Linked DNA regions of Mus musculus: region 1 is linked to region 2. Evidence: chromatin contacts called from public promoter capture Hi-C data. All regions are on one chromosome and are shown on one strand. The core of a region is the stretch at or near the end of the contact, and the rest is flanking DNA. Distances in the headings are between cores, read along the strand shown.

Region 1 (7,734 bases), core at 4,988-7,487, 110 kb after region 2:
GTTCTCTCCTTTCACCTTTGTGTGGGTTCCCAGGGTTGGAACCAGGCTTGGTATCATGTGCCTTTACCTGCTAAGGCCAGTTTACAGTCCTCTGAGCCTGGCTCCCACGCTGAGAGGAATGAGGTGAACCACATCCCGCCTGCGTGCTCTGCGGGTGCCGGTGCACCTGCCTCCCCTGCCAACTCACCCACATAGTGGTCAATCTCCAGCTGCTGGAAGATGAGGGGCTCCGTGCTGGGGTCCAGGGCACGTAGGGTGGGCCGCCGCCACCGAGGGTCAATGTCTGCAGTGGAAAACTGCCCTGGATTGAAATGAGAGGCTCCATGAGATGAGAGGTCTTCCACAGGAGCAACTCCCGCTTGATCACAGAGGGAAGTTGGGTGGTGGTGGTGGTGGTCTGGGTTAGGTGGTAGGAAAGCCAGGGGTCACGGACTAAAGCTGAGAAACCAGGAAGTGCAGCCTCGACACTGCAGACAATGAGCTGGGAGAATTACTCAAGTTTAAGGGTTTGAAATCAACTGGCAACAGCAAGAACACCCCTGAAATACAAGCTGTCAGCCAGGAGGGACCCCACTGACACAGAGTCAAAGGAAACCCTTGGTAGATGCGAGCCATCTCTCAGGATCTCTGTATGGGTGGGATGGGTTGGGAGGTGGGGCCTACCACCCACGGTGCCCTCTGGGGGCAGCTGCAGCTCCTCCTCTGCCTCCTGCAGCCGGTTCTCAGCCTCTATTTCCTCCAGCAGTGCCAGGTTCGCCTCAAACTGCGACGGCGAAGGCTCGTCCTCATCCCAGAGGTGCCCTCGAGCCCGCTTTGGGGGCACCCCAGGGCCTGGTCCTTGTCGCCGCTTACAATCCATCTGTGGGCAAGGTGGTGCTCAGTAAGATCTAAGTGGGACCTCATTCCCAGTTCCCTCCCTCTGACCTGGAGATGGCCACATAGCCCAGGGATCGGCCTGTTTCTGAGTCCTCAGTGCTGGACATAATGCACTCCCAGAGGTCTCTTGCCTGTGTGCTGGGAACTGAACTCAGGTCTTCATGCCTGCACAGCGGACACTTTACCCACTCAGTCGCCTCCCCAATCCCTGTACTCATAAACTGACAGCTGACTAGGTGACGGGAGACACAAGAGGAAGCGGGTCTCTAGGAACTTGCCTTTGACAGATGGCTAGGCCCCAGCCTCCCCAACCCCTCAGAACTAGCTGAACCCAGTGACACAAACCGAAGCTCTGAGCCAAACCAGACCTGGCTGTTTCTCTCAGGTCTCTGAGGAGACAACGAGAAGTCTCCAAGGTCTGAGAGAAACCTTTTCTCCAAAACCAAGGCAGGCAGTGCCCGAGGCGTGATATCCAGGCTCTACTTCTGGAATCCACACACACCCATGGATGAGCACAAATCATGACTCCATCATGTGTCGGACAATGGAGTTACTTGCGTGGCTGCTTGTCTCCCCACAGTGTCACCAGCGGGGGACCACTATCACCAGGAAGCAAGTAGACCTGGATGCTTAAAACACTCAGGAGCTGGCAGGGGAGAGGGCTCAGCAGGCAAGAACACTGACTGCTCTTCCAAAGGTCCTGAGTTCAAATCCCAGCAACCACATGGTGGCTCAGAAGTCAGCCACAGTGTACTTATGTATAATAAATGGATCTTTGGGCCGGAGCGAGCAGGGACTGAGCAAGCGGGCCCTGACCAGAGTGAGCAGAAGTCCTAAAAATTCAATTCCCAACAACCACATGAAGGCCCACAACCGTCTCTACAGCTATAGTGTGCTCACATTTGCCTACCAAGCTGCTCACACTGTGGACCACAACCCTAAGTGGACCCAGGACCGCTATGAGAAGCTTGGCAACAGCCGACACCCCAAAGCCAACTTAGAACACAAAGGTAATAAACCCAGGGTTTCTGGCAGTGGCTGCCTTGGCTGTAAACACACAAGCAGCCCGCTTTCCCACTGTGATGCCACCATCTTATGTACTGAGTCAATGTTTTTACTGTAGCCTCTGCTCTTATAGAAATATAATGGGGCTGGTGAGATGGCTCAGTGGGTAAGAGCACCTGACTGCTCTTCCGAAGGTCCAGAGTTCAAATCCCAGCAACCACATGGTGGCTCACAACCATCCGTAACAAGATCTGACTCCCTCTTCTGGTGTGTCTGAAGACAGCTACAGTGTACTTACAAATAATAATAAATAAATCTTAAAAAAAAAAAAAAGAAATATAATGGATCAATTACCAGAAACAGAGAAGGACCGTGTTTTCCTGCTGCCCCTCAGCACGCTCTGGTTTGTAGTACGTTAGAATGTTATAAAAGATGACTGTTAGCAGGGCAGCCATCCATGTTGCTGTGAACAGTCCCTCATACCTGCTCTATAAGCAGCCTGACTAAACTCACTGGCTTAAAAGAGGGGGTGGAGTGGGGGCACACGACCTGTGCTGAGTTGTGGTAGTGGTACACACCTGGAGGCCAGCCTGATCTAGAGTGAGTTCCACGACAGCCAAGGTTAGAAAAACCTGTCTGGGGGGGTGGGGGTGAGGGTAAGGGGTGTTTGTTTGCTTAGAGGTAACCATGGTCCAGCACCTGCTACACCATGCTGTTGTTCCTACAATACAGCACATAATAAAATGAGGTTGGACCGAATCCCTAGTGATGGGCTTGTGTACCTATGCTCCAAGGAAATTGGGAAAACATCCGAACTGGCATGTGGTATGCACCCAGGCCGACTTCACAGCGTTTGTGTTAAGACCTGAAGTTCTTATGAGACTGAATAAAACAAAACACACAACAGCAGAGCCTGCAAGGGTCCCATGTGTGCTGTGTCTGTGACAGGGTCAGCATGCTTTCCTTATGGAGGGACAGTCACCGACATTGTGTCGAAGGCACATGCGCAGTCAGAAAAAAAGAACATAAAACTTTTTGTTGTTGCTGTTTGAGAGTGGGTTTCTTTATGTAACCCCAGCTGTCCTGGAAGTCAAGAGATCCGTCTGCCTCTGCCTCCCAAGTGCTGGGATTAAAGGCGTGTGCCATCATGCCCGGCTTATATACTTTTTTAAGTAATTAAAAGTAAGATCTTGTAAAGAAAACACAAGGTTCCTTTTGTTCCCAGCACCAGCAAACAACTGTCTGTAAGGCCAGCTCCATGGCTCTGCCGCCCTCTTCTGGCCTCAGGGGAATCTGTGCATGCGTGTGTGCGCGCGCACACACACACACACACACACACACACACACACACACGCAACTAAAAAGAAAATTCTTGGGGCTGGTGAGATGGCTCAGTGGGTAAGAGCACCCGACTGCTCTTCCGAAGGTCAGGAGTTCAAATCCCAGCAACCACATGGTGGCTCACAACCATCCTTAACAAGATCTGACTCCCTCTTCTGGAGTGTCTGAGGACAGCTACAGTGTACTTACATATAATAAATAAACAAAAAAAAAAAAAAAAAAAAAAGAAAATTCTTGGGGGCTGGTGAGGTGGTTCAGAGCACTGGCTGCTCTTGCAGAGGACCTGGGTTCGGTTCCCAGCACCAGCTCATCAGTAACTCCAATTCCAGAGGATCTGACAGCAAGGGTTACTACAGGCACTGCATGCACATTGTGCTCGTATGAACACACAGGCAAACACTCCAAAGTATAAATAAATCAATCTTAAAAAGCTCTTGGACCAGAAACCTGCTAGCTTCTAGAGAGTGAGGAGACTGTTGGTATCTGAGGATGTATGGAGGAATGTTCTGGATGGAGTTTGCCTCCCACACACTTGTGCAGTTGACTAAATAGAAATCACACCTCAGTCAAAAACCACAGGTGTTAAAAGCTGCAAGCAATTCCTTATGCAAGGGTTGACCCTAATAGGTCAGGGCACATGAAGAACCTGATTTTACAAGGTTATTTCCGGTACCATTGTTTAAAATCTCTAAGGACTGGAAACCACCTAAATGTCCTCCCCAGGGGGACAGTTTCAAGAGTCCCTTAGTACTATTCAATGGAGTACTATGCAGCTGTATAAAGAAATGAGGAAGCCATACGATAATGTGAAAGGTCTCAAAGAGGCTTTGTCTCTAGTAGGTAAATCAAGGCGTGGAATGGCCTGCTTCTACTTTTGTTTTATATTTTAAAAAAGACAAAGACATCTAAAGAAAGGATTATCCTGCGGCTAGTTACCTGGGAAGCCTAGATGGGAGGATCGTGAGTTCAAGCTTAGCCCCACACTGTATTGCAAGATCAGATTTTAAAAAGCTGGGGGGTAAGGCTCTGTGTTTGGAGTAGGGACTGCAGGTGCCCTGCCAGTCTCCTAAGTATAGGAGAAGCCAGTCAAGGAAAGGCAGGCAGGACCTGCACTGCCCCATGTCGAGCTGGCAGATCAGGTCCCTGTGCTGATGCAAGCAGATGCTGCTTTTAGGGGACCCTGGGTAGGGTGCTGGTGGTGAAATATCATGCCAGCTACAACTTCCAAACAGTTCAACCAAACACACAAGTTCACGCGCTGCACTAATAAAGCTGCAGGACACCACTGAGGACCACTGACATGGGGACATGGCTTTGCACTGCACAGAAAATGAGCATCCCTCCATCACCAGGTCAGGAAGCATGCGCGCGCGCGCGCGCACACACACACACACACACACACACACACACACACAGCTCCGGAAGGAGGCGGGGGAAGCAGTGGAGCTGGCTCCCACAGACCAGAGTGGGAAGGCGGTGCTATGACAAACAGTAGCTTCGCCAGTAAGTCACTCACAACATACCTCCCAGATATAAGCCAATCCATACTGGATCTGCCATTACCCATAATCCAAGCTGTATGCCTCAAAGGCAAATTCAAAGCCAAGTCTGAGCTAGAAAGCCTGAGTCTCAAAAGCCAGTAGAGGTCTGGGGGTTTAACTCAGCAGGGCTCAATACTGAGTCCCACCCCAACCCCTCACTGAGGGATTCTAGGCTGTACCACTAACTACATCCTGGCTCTCTTATTCATTTTGAGACATCATCTCACCAAGCTGCCCTAGCAGGCTTAGAACATGCCATCCTCCTGCCTCCAAAGGCTGAACAATTGTTTCATGTCACCTCTCCCAGGGCTGCCAGATCCAAGGATTCCTGTACCTCTCCTGGAGGGGTGGCCCCTTAAGCTCCTCCACTCCCACAAACTGCTTCTGTCACCTCAGTCTCCCCTTTTCCCGGACAGGGATGTTCTTGGAGGCACAACGTTCCCATTCCCCTCAGGACAGTCAGACCCAGGTGCAAGCCCCACTCGCTAGAGGGATGCTCTCTGAAGCTGCAGCATCCTGCAGGACAGCTGTCTTCACTCCCACTCCCGCTGTGGTGATGGTGGCACACTAAAACAGTAACCATTCATTTTCCCCAGGGTACCTCACACACTGCCAGCTTCACACCTGGCTCCTCCCCTGGGACCCTGCAGTGACAGTTGCTCTGGGACTGTGGGATATGTCTCACCTCCCCCACCAAACACCAAACTGGGTAAGCAGACTGTCCCATCTAGTATCAATTTGCTTGTTCTATTTAGTATATAAAGCATCACATGGGGCCCGATGTGACAGCGGAATGGATATTTGAGCTTGTTGGCCAAGCTGAACAGCCTGAGTTAGATCTTAGGGAATCCACATAGCGGAAAGAGACAACGCCACAAAGTTGTCCTCAGATCTCCACGTGCGCATCATAGCGCACGCACTAAGAAAAAAAGAAAAGGCTCTAAGGCATTACTTTTCCTCCCATTCCTACTTTTTAAAAAAAATTTGGGGTTTTGAGGCAGGGTTTCTCTTGTGTATCCCTGGTTATCCTGGATCTCACTCTGTAAACTAAACTAGCCTCAAACTCGGAGATCCGCTTGTCTCTGCCTCACGAGTGCGGGGGATAAAAGTGCGCCACTATTCCCGGCTCATTCCTACTTCTTGCTGGACTTTCTGATACCGTCGCCTTGTCTCTCGAACAGCGGAACAGGCACCAACGCCCTGCACCTCCGGCCCCTCCCTCCTGGCTAGCGTGCACGCCGCTGAGCCCACACCCGGACAGTCCAGCGCACCCCAGGTCCTAAGCTCCAGGGGATCTGTCCTTTGCATTGCCAGCCTTGCTCTATCCTTCCCCCAGCTGCAGACATTCTGCGAGCACTCTGCTCGAGGCGTCAGCTGCGCGACCGAGCGCCCCATACTCTTCTTCCTTACTTACCGCCTCAAACAGCTTTTCCCGCCACAAGATACGCCGCCGTGACCCCTGAACCCTCTGCGCGCAGGCCCAGAGCTGCGGCGCGCCCGCTGGGTCCCGCCCCTAGCCCGCTTGGGCGATCAAACCACGTCCCACTCTGGAGGACCCACAACCACGCCTCTCGCAAGTGGCCCCGCCCCATGACGCTAACGGAACAAGGACACGCCCCCAGCATCCTGGCTCTTAGGGGTTTGGCCTGCGGTCCCCGAGCGCCCACTGCAGGAGCGTTAGAAGACTGCCACAGTGGATGCTACCCTGATGCTTTGCTAGAAGCAAGCTTCTTTTCTGTTTTCCTCAGAGTCCCTACACGCCCAGGTTCTTGTATAACTTCTGTTGCCCCACAAATCATTTCCTGACTTATGACACTCATGGCCAGATGCAGTCCTCAGCTTTTGAAAACCTGGCCCTAAGAAGTGTTCTTTTGGGCTGGTGAGATGGCTCAGTGGGTAAGAGCACCCGACTGCTCTTCCAAAGGTCCGGAGTTCAAATCCCAGCAACCACATGGTGGCTCACAACCACCCATAATGAGATCTGATGCCCTCTTCTGGTGTGTCTGAAGACAGCTACAGTGTACTTACATATAATAATAAAATAAATAAAATTAAAAAAAAAAAAAAAAAAAAAAAGAAGTGTTCTTTTGAGACCCTCCTCTTAAAGTTCCTCTCCTTTTCCACTGGCCTCCATCCGCCTTAGTGTCTCAAACTATGCTGTATGAAGATAACCTGTCTTCGGCGGAGCGACCCCTACCCCTGTGGCCTGAACCTAGACCAAGCGCAGTCACCTGGGCAGAGAGATGGCCCACCCTCTCCACACTGGGCTCAGGAATGGCTTGTACTCAAACTTTATTTTTGTTTTTTTATTAAATAAAAGGGGCAGAAGAGAGGGCCTGTGGTCTCCCAACTGTGGGGGGCCACCTGCCCTAACCTCTCTCCACTCAAGGTGCATGGTGTGGTAGGCTGAGGTGTAAGCGTGGGTGGGAGGGCAGCTGGGAACGGTCAGAGGCTAGGACCTGTGACCCTCACCACTCTTGGAAGACTCAATGGGTGGGGTGGGGCCTTCTAGTGCCAACTGCCGCTGAGTTTGAGGCTGAGCCCGAGGGACTGGGCCGTGACAATGTCCTCCCACCCCAGGAGGAGAGGTGAAGAGTCCATCTTCAAGAAGACACCACCAAGGCTGGGGCACTTGTGGCTGCCCCTACTCGTGCACATCCCAGATCTCGGACAGCAAGGGCGGCAGCTTCTTGTCCTGGAGTCGCAATGCAAAGACCTGCTCCGAGTGCACGGAGCTGAGGGTGCGCAGGCTCACCAGCTTCATGAGCATGCGTGGGAAGCGGAGCTGGTCCTGCAGGGAGAGGAGGCAAGTCGGTCCTGCTGGGGCCCTGTCCTGCAAAGCCAGCTTTGTCTGGAAAGCCAGCACCCTGAGTGGTCAGGCCCCAGGCTCAGTGTGCCCAACATGTGCCACTGGACCCCAATACTGAGACTGCTCATATACAACAGGCAGCTCCCGTACCTGTGGGCGCTT
Region 2 (7,788 bases), core at 2,243-4,742:
TAGATAGATAGATAGGGGCTGGAGAGATGGCTCAGCGGTTAAGAGCACTGACTGCTCTTGCAGAGGTCCTGAGTTCAATTCCCAGCAACCACATGGTGGCTCACAACCATCTGTAATGAAATCTGATGCCCTCTTCTGATGTGTCTGATGACAGCTACAGTGTACTCATATACATAAAATAAATAAATCTTTAAAAAGATAGATAGATATGTGTGTATGCATGTATGTATATATGTATGTATTGGCAGTACTTGCAATGAACCTTGGGCTTTTTTGCAGACTAGGCAAAAACTCTACTATACCCCCAACCCCTCACTGGGGGTCTAGATGCATGCTTTACTGCTGAGCTACATCCCCAACCCACTTTTTCTTTAGAGACAGAATCTTATTAAGTTGCCCAGGCTGGCCTTGAACTTGCCATTCTTCTACTTAGCCTCTGCATAGCAGGGATAACAAGTCTGTGCCTCTATGCCTATCCTCTTTCCTAACTCTATATTGGACCTTGAGCCAATGTCTAAACCTATCTGTGAAATGGGGAGTGCCAGCAGTTCTTAGAGGGCTGCTGCCCAGAGAGCAGCTTTTTCCTCGGGAACCACTGCATAAGGGTGTGGTATCCATGCTGGTAATAGAGTCACAGCTGTGTGCTGTGAGCCTGCTCCAATGCAACCTGAGCCTGGAACTGGTGCAGGTGCACACTCAGAAAGAGCAGCTAGCCTGCTCTCTGCACCAGTTTGGCCAGTGTATAGCTCCATGAGCAGGTTCTGGTTCCAAGCAAAGATGAGACTCCCCTAGTGACAGATTAGTTAGAGGGGCACCTAGCAATGCACTGGGATCTAGCCAGCCAGATGGGACTGTGGCAAAGAGGGACGGAGGAGGACCTGAAACACAGGTGTCCAGTGAAAGGCAGTGACCTCCTAGGGTGGAGACCTCAGGTGAAGAGATGTTCCAGACTTGGGCAGCTCTTAGAGTGTGCCAGGACTGGGTGCCAGTGCATCTGTGACAAGAGGCAGAGATGGATCCTAACAGCGCAGGTGTGAAGCCAGGCATCCATACAGTGTGTCCATTCCTCCTCTCATCTGGCATTCCCTGAGCCTACCAGGATCTGTCACAGGTTTCAACACCAAACAGAAACCAAAGCCGATGAGACCCCACTCTTGGAGAAAGTGAATTCCAGTAGCTATGGTCTGAGAGATTAGGTAACCTGAGGGAGAAAGAACCAGGCATCATTCAGTGAGAGCGGTGTCAGAGGGATACAGGCAGAGTGAAGAACAACCACAAAGCCTCGCTCGCCCTCAGCCCCAGGCTGGTGCTCAGCTCCAGGAGGGAGGTCAGAGCAGAAGCTGACTGAGGAGTGAGGTTTTTAACCTTTATCTGTGTGATTCAGAAGTTGCTGGAGGGCCCTGAGCAGCAAAGGGAGGGATCTGGCTGGTCACTTGAGGGACCAGACACACTGTGGAGCAGAGTCCAGGCAGGAGTGAGGTGATGGCTAGGTCAGGAGCTAGCTGAGCATGAGCTGAGACAGGACAGCCTGTGTTCAGAACACTACTCTTTCAACCTCCAGCCACTATGGCAGGCAGCCTGTACTACCCTCCTCACAGTGAAGGACACCAGAACTCAGAAACTGAGGCCATATGGCAAAGAGGCAGATTCAGAAATCCAGCTCAGCCCCTTCCCAGAGCTCTAACTAGCACTACTTGCATTTGTGGGTCATGGTATGCTGAGCCTTGTACCCATTCGTAAGCACTTGGCATATGCTTCAGTGCCTGGCACAGAGTGGGGGCTTCATAAATAGGTTTTAGATAGAGTAAGTGGAAAAGGGAGGGGTGATAGATGGGCAGATATAAAGAGGTAGAAGGATGGATGGATGGATGGATGGATGGATGGATGGATGAATACATAAAGGGATGGGTAGAGACATAAATGAGTGAAGATAAATCAATAAATGGATGGCTGATGCATGGATAAAGAATGGAGAGATGGCTAACGGGATGGATGAATAGGTATGTAGATAAGGGAATTTATGAATGGATGAATGGATGGACGGGTAGCAGAAGAGATGGATGCATGGATAAAGGGTTGGATGGACAAGGAAAGAAATAGGTAAATGGAAGGATAGATATATAGATAAGAGGATGGATAGATGGGTAGAGGGTGGATACATAGATGGACAGATGGATGGATGGATGTTGGATGGAGGAGTGGGTTGATAGGTGGATATATAGATGACTGTATGGGTATATGGATAGATAGATGAATGGCTGTATGGACAGATAGAAGGAAGCATGGATAGATGAAGGGACACATGAAGTGAATAGCAAAGTGTAGCTTCACAGCCTGTTCTGCAGAGGGCACCAGGAGGTGGGTATTAGTCTGTGGCTGGGGGGGGGTTGGCATCAGGGGTAGCTTTCTTTGTGGCAAGAATGAGTGCTGGTCTCAGCTGAAAGGTTGATGGTGACATGGGCCTAAGTTGGCTGGCATAGGTTGACTGGAATACTGGAATGGGGTTGAATCAGCAGCTGCATGAGGTAGTGGGGGGACCTAGAGCAGATGCAGGAGCGCCAGGGTGGACCCTGAGGATGTAGGAGGGATGTCTTGGTCCAGCGGCATGGAGTCCATGCTGCCCAGCCTGGTTCTGCAGCCGAGGCTGCTGTGTGTGTGTGTGTGTGTGTGTGTGTGTGTGTGTGTGTGTGTGTGTGTGTGTGCCTGCCATGAGGCTCTAGCTTGGCACAGTCCAAACCCCTCTCCCCTGGCAGCACAGCCGACAACCTTCCTCCCCCGCTTCCCCCGACCTTCCCTGACTGCCCAGAACCAACGGGTTAATTAGATAACGGAGCCTTTGATTAGCGGGGGAGGGGGAGGCCACCCCCTGGCCGAGCTAGCTGGGAGGGGGGAGTTGAGTGAGGGTGGAGGGAAGGAGGAAGGGAGCGCCCTCCCCGCTGGAAGGAGAGAAAGAAGGAGGGAGGGGGCGGGGAGGGAGCGAGCTGGGCTCTGCACTGCCGTGTGACTAGAAATTGTAATCGCAGAGAAAGGGAGCAAGGCAGAGCTGGGAGAGAGACAAGGAGGCAGGCCCCAGGACAGACAGACGGACAGTGGGAACCTGACTGAGCCAGGCTCCCAGCAATGACAGACTGACAGGGACAGTGGAGGAGGAGGACAGACCGACAAGAGGTCTGGGGGTCCTCGGGGAGACAAGACAGAGTCGGGGAGCTGGGGAGAGGGGCAGAGGCTGTGTCTGTGAGTGAAGAGAAAGGAAGCTGGTGTTGGGGGGAGTAAAGTGGGGGACACAGGACCACAGGAGGCAAGGGCTTGCTCGTGTGGTGGCCAAGAGAAAAAGGCCAGGCTCCCCTAGAGGGTGGGGAGGGCGACAGACGGGGGGGGGTGCAGGGAGACCCAAGAAGCCCCTGCGCCCCCCCCCTCAGCACAAGCTCAACGGGAAGCAGTAGGAAGCTGGGGTGGCAGGGCCCCGGGCAACTGCAGGCATGTGGAGGGGGGGGCCTGGGGCACAGAGAGAAGGCCATCGGAAGCCAAGCCGCCAGGGTGAGTGTCCCTCAGAGTGTGTGCTCTGGGAGCGGGGAGACAAGGACAAGGAGATGGTGGTGGCAGGAGAGGCGGGAGGGGAGGGAGGGGAGCTGCTACTGCAGAAGCCTCGACGGGGTGTGCACTGGCAGCCTTGGTGGGGGAGGAGACCCGGGCGCTGGCCTGGGGGATGGTGGGCTCGGTGAGCACAGACCCTTGGCTGGTCGTTGCCAGAGTATCAGGAAGTGGGGATCGTGGAGCCGAGTGGACTGAGGAGAAAGCTCCCTGGCCACATGTGTGGGAACAAAGGCCCCCGGCCCCTGCCGAGGCAAGCTAGTGAAGGCAGCGTGTGGTGGCCAGCCCTGAGGCGGTGGGGGGGTGGGGGGGTTCTGCCTCTCTGTCTTTCTGTCTATCTCTCGGTCTCTCGTGCCTCCGCTTCTCTGATCCTGTCAGTCTCTGCTCCTGGGTCCATCTCTCCATCTCCGTCTTTTTGTCTATTTCTCTGTTTCTGCCTCTCTGTCACGGTCTCTGTCCCTTGGCCTCTGTCTATCTCTGTGCCGGTTTTTGTCTTTGTCTTTTCCCCCCCTTTTCTATCTTTGTCTCTGTTTCCGTGCCTCTCACCATCTCTGTCATTTTCTCTTGGTCTGTCTCTCTGTCTCCATCTCTGTTTCTTTTTATCTCTGTCTCCATCTCTGTCTCCATTTCCAGCCCTGCCTTCACACACTTGCTCCAATACACGGCGGCGGCACACATATTTCTATCTGGGTTAAAATCTTGGAGGCTACAGGAGTGTGTGTGTGTGTGTGTGTGTGTGTGTGTGTGTGTGTGTGTGTGTGTGCTTGCTCGCGCGCTCGCGTGCTTGCGCGCTCATGCGCACCTGCATGGGGGGCAGGCAGCCCTGTGTCCATGGATTAGAGAGGCCGTGTGTGAGGGTGTGTCTGTCTCTGCTGTTTGTGTGAGTGGGTGGGTGATCATGTTTATGGGGACCCCTCTCCCCCTACTGCCCCCCCGTTTCAGGGGATTCTATGTGTGTGAGCACTCAGGGGTGCCATGTGGAGGGACCATTGGGAGCCAGAGGGTAAGTCCTGAGGCCAGACCCCCTCTGCCACCCAGTGGGCCTTGACAAGGCACAAAATCCAGCAGCTTCCGCCCTCCACAGGCAGGAGCGGCTGATGCATAGGAAGGGCGCCTGCTGTGCTGGCTGCAGTCACTGCCCTATCTGCGCGCCATTTGGTTAGCCTGAGTCCCTCCCCCCGGGACTCAGGAAAACAGGGGATAGGATGGGGGGGGGTGTACAATGACCCTGAATTCCTGCATCCCAGACACAGACATGGGGGTCCCTACTGCTCCATCCCCACTCCATCAGCTCCTCAGCCCTGTCCTGCGACAGCCGCTGGCACAGGTCCCGCCACAGGCTGTGTTCCCTTGGAGCACCTGCAATCTTGAGGCCCATGGGCACTGCTATAGTCTCCAACAGGGCCACCACAGGGTGGGGGCACCCCAACAGCCTCCCACCTCCTGCCAGAAACCCAGCTACCTCCTGTCCCCTCTCGATTACCTCTCCTCCAAGTCTAGGACAGGACAGGGCCTGAGTGGAGTGAGGGATGACCCCAGGGTGGGCAGGAGGGCATACAGAGATGGGCCTTCATGTCTGGTTCTGGTGCCCGTACACCTGGACAGAGACCTGCAGGGAGGGATGGAGGGATGGGACGCTGCCTCCCAGGGGACCTGCAACCCGCTTGGTGTGTGATAGGAGTTGATCAGTGTTGCTTTTCACCCCGGCAGAGCCTTTGCCTCATTGTCTGTCTGTCTGTCCCTCTATCTCTACATACTTACCTGTCTAACTGAACTCAATGCAATGACACAACTTAAAAAAAATTTTTTTAACAAACAGTTCTAGGGGTGGAAACAAAGGCCTTGAGCATCCTGGGAATGTGCCCCACCGCCCAGCCACATGTTGACTTTTTAGTTTTGAACGAGGTCTCACTGCATTGCCCAGGTTGGCTCTGGATGTACTCTCTCTAGCCCAGGCCAGTCTGCAACTTTCAATGCTCCTGCCTCGACATCTTGAGCAACTACAAGGGCAGTCCTGCGACCCCAGGCCTGGCAGGACCTAAGTTTGAATCTAGCTGACGTTGCCATTTACTAACCAAGTGACCTTGGGCACAAATGTCCTCTCTCTTGCCTCATTTATCCTTTCTGCAGAATGGCCCAGAGGAGGATGAGGTCTGGCACAGGAAGGCCAAGTCCCTGTAACTTTGGTTCTGAGCAGGGGTAGGGACTTCTGGTGGAACTGAGCCTGATGAAGCTCAGGCAGCCTGAGTCCCTGTTGCTTACTGACCAACACCCTCTCTTCTCCCACAGCCCCCCAGCGTGCCCTCGGAGTATGAACATTGAGGATGGCGCAGGCCCACATCCGCGGCTCCCCGTGCCCCTTGCTGCCGCCTGGTAGGATGTCCTGGCCCCACGGGGCTCTCTTGCTCCTGTGGCTCTTCTCCCCACCCCTGAGGGCTGGTGGGGGCGGTGTGGCCGTGACCTCAGCCGCTGGAGGAGGCTCCCCGCCAGCCACCTCCTGCCCAGCCGCCTGCTCCTGCAGCAACCAGGCCAGCCGGGTGATCTGCACGCGGAGGGAGCTGGCCGAGGTGCCAGCCAGCATCCCTGTCAACACCCGCTACCTGAACCTGCAAGAGAACAGCATCCAGGTGAGCCCGCCTCCGCCGCTGATTGGCCCGTGGGTCAAGGCACAAAGGGTGCAAGCCTCTGCCTCCCTCCTCATCCCTCTCATCCTGGAGTTCCTGGTGTCTGCGCACGGATTCACGTCCTCGCCCCGCCCACCTTTGCGATATATTTCCATGTAGGCTGTGTACGTTTTCCTGGGGTGCCTGTCACACCCCCACACCACAGTACAGGGTGCCTTGAGGTAGCCAGGAGAGGCCCTTCCACTTCACCATCGCTTGTGTTGGCCTGACCTGGCATCTCCAGAAAACCTCAATGTCTTCTTCTAGTGGGGGCTGGTTTCCTTCCGGTCCTGGAGAACTGGCTGGGTGAATGATGGGGGCCAAGGGGCTCAGGGTTTAGGGTTGGTACTGGCAGAGTGGTGAGTGGAGGCTGCAGGTGACTTTAGCTGCCTTTTGGCTGGTGTACAACCTTCCCCGTGCGGTGGGGCTAGGGGCTGTGCTGGTGGCAGAGTGAGCTGTTGGGAGCCGCCTCCCACCTCTGCGCTGTGACATTTGGAACAGGTCTTTCTACAGCGGGGAGGCTGAGGTGGGGCTGTCCTGAGTGCTGCAGATTGCTCAGCAGCGCCCCAGCCAGCCATCAGCTGTCTGCAGACCCAGTGTCTGTGAGCAGACATGGTGCTCACCCCCATGAGGATTTTGTTGTTGGTTGGTTGGTTCTTGGGTTTTGTTTTGCTTTTCTATCTATGCATCTATGCATTTATCTATCTGTCTGAGATAGGATCAGCGACTCACTTTGTATCCCTGACTGGTTTGGAACTCTTTCCATAGGCAGCTCAGGCTGCCCTTAAGCGTGCTCTGTAGCCCAGGTTGCCCCCCAACTTGCAGTGATGCTCTTGCTCTAGTCTCCTGTGTATAGGGATTACAGTTGTGAATCACAGCACTGGCTGAAGGCCACTGTTTAAAAGGCATCGAGTCAATTCCAAGTCCTCGTGTAGACTACCTTGTACCCGTTTAATACACGTAGGAGAGAGGAGGGCACCCTCACAGAAGGTCTTAGACCCCAGTCCCCAGCAGAGGGCTCCGTGGCCCCATATAGCTCTCTGGAGAGCCAGACTCTGAGAAGAATCAAAGCCTGGGACATTGCGGGGAGGGACAGGCTCTTTCTGGGTGTGTGGGAAGCAAGGATAGGCAAACTAGAGAATCTTGAGACCCAGTGCCACCACTGCACCTGGCAATATCCATGACTTCTCCAGGCCCACCTCACCATTTCTGCCAGTTCATTTGAAGTCTGCCCCTCATCTCTCCAGCTGCAGCCTCAGCTGGGCTGTATGCCATGCCCCTCCCTAGGGGCAGACCCTCTGCCACAAAATGGAGATCATCAAAGGATGAAAAAATAGCAGTAAAATAAGAGCACGGATTTGTCACTGCGTAGGGAGTCTGCACGCCACTGTGAAGGCTCTCACCTCCCTAAAAGCTGAGGTCCAGAGTGGAGAGACCAGTGAGCCTGGCCTCCATCCAGAGCCTGCCTTCCCACGGGCAGGAGCTGCCCGAAGAGCAGGAAATGTAGTGCTGGCTCAGAATGGCAGCGTGCACC

Evidence for each region. Capture Hi-C pulls out chosen DNA fragments and counts their contacts.
Region 1: a contact with region 2 is called in a promoter capture Hi-C map of liver. The contact joins the promoter of Pold1 here to the promoter of Lrrc4b in region 2. A contact is called at or near these places in 15 of 39 promoter capture datasets (the 3T3-L1 cell line, the HPC-7 cell line, cranial neural crest and 8 more), 2 of 115 datasets of contacts at active chromatin or transcription factors (both in embryonic stem cells) and 3 of 9 other capture datasets (adipose tissue, liver and pancreatic islet).

What each region holds. Positions count from the first base shown.
Region 1 is chr7:44,542,578-44,550,311 of GRCm38.p6, forward strand. Pold1 (polymerase (DNA directed), delta 1, catalytic subunit) reads right to left here and starts at 6,238. Exons shown (of 27, transcript NM_011131.3): 1 at 6,178-6,238; 2 at 664-859; 3 at 188-301. The coding sequence starts at 859. It overlaps Nr1h2 (nuclear receptor subfamily 1, group H, member 2), which reads right to left. Exons shown (of 10, transcript NM_001285517.1): 9 at 7,723-7,734; 10 at 7,039-7,554. The coding sequence ends at 7,408.
Region 2 is chr7:44,438,995-44,446,782 of GRCm38.p6, forward strand. Lrrc4b (leucine rich repeat containing 4B) reads left to right here and starts at 3,493. Exons shown (of 3, transcript NM_198250.1): 1 at 3,493-3,537; 2 at 5,881-6,218. The coding sequence starts at 5,916.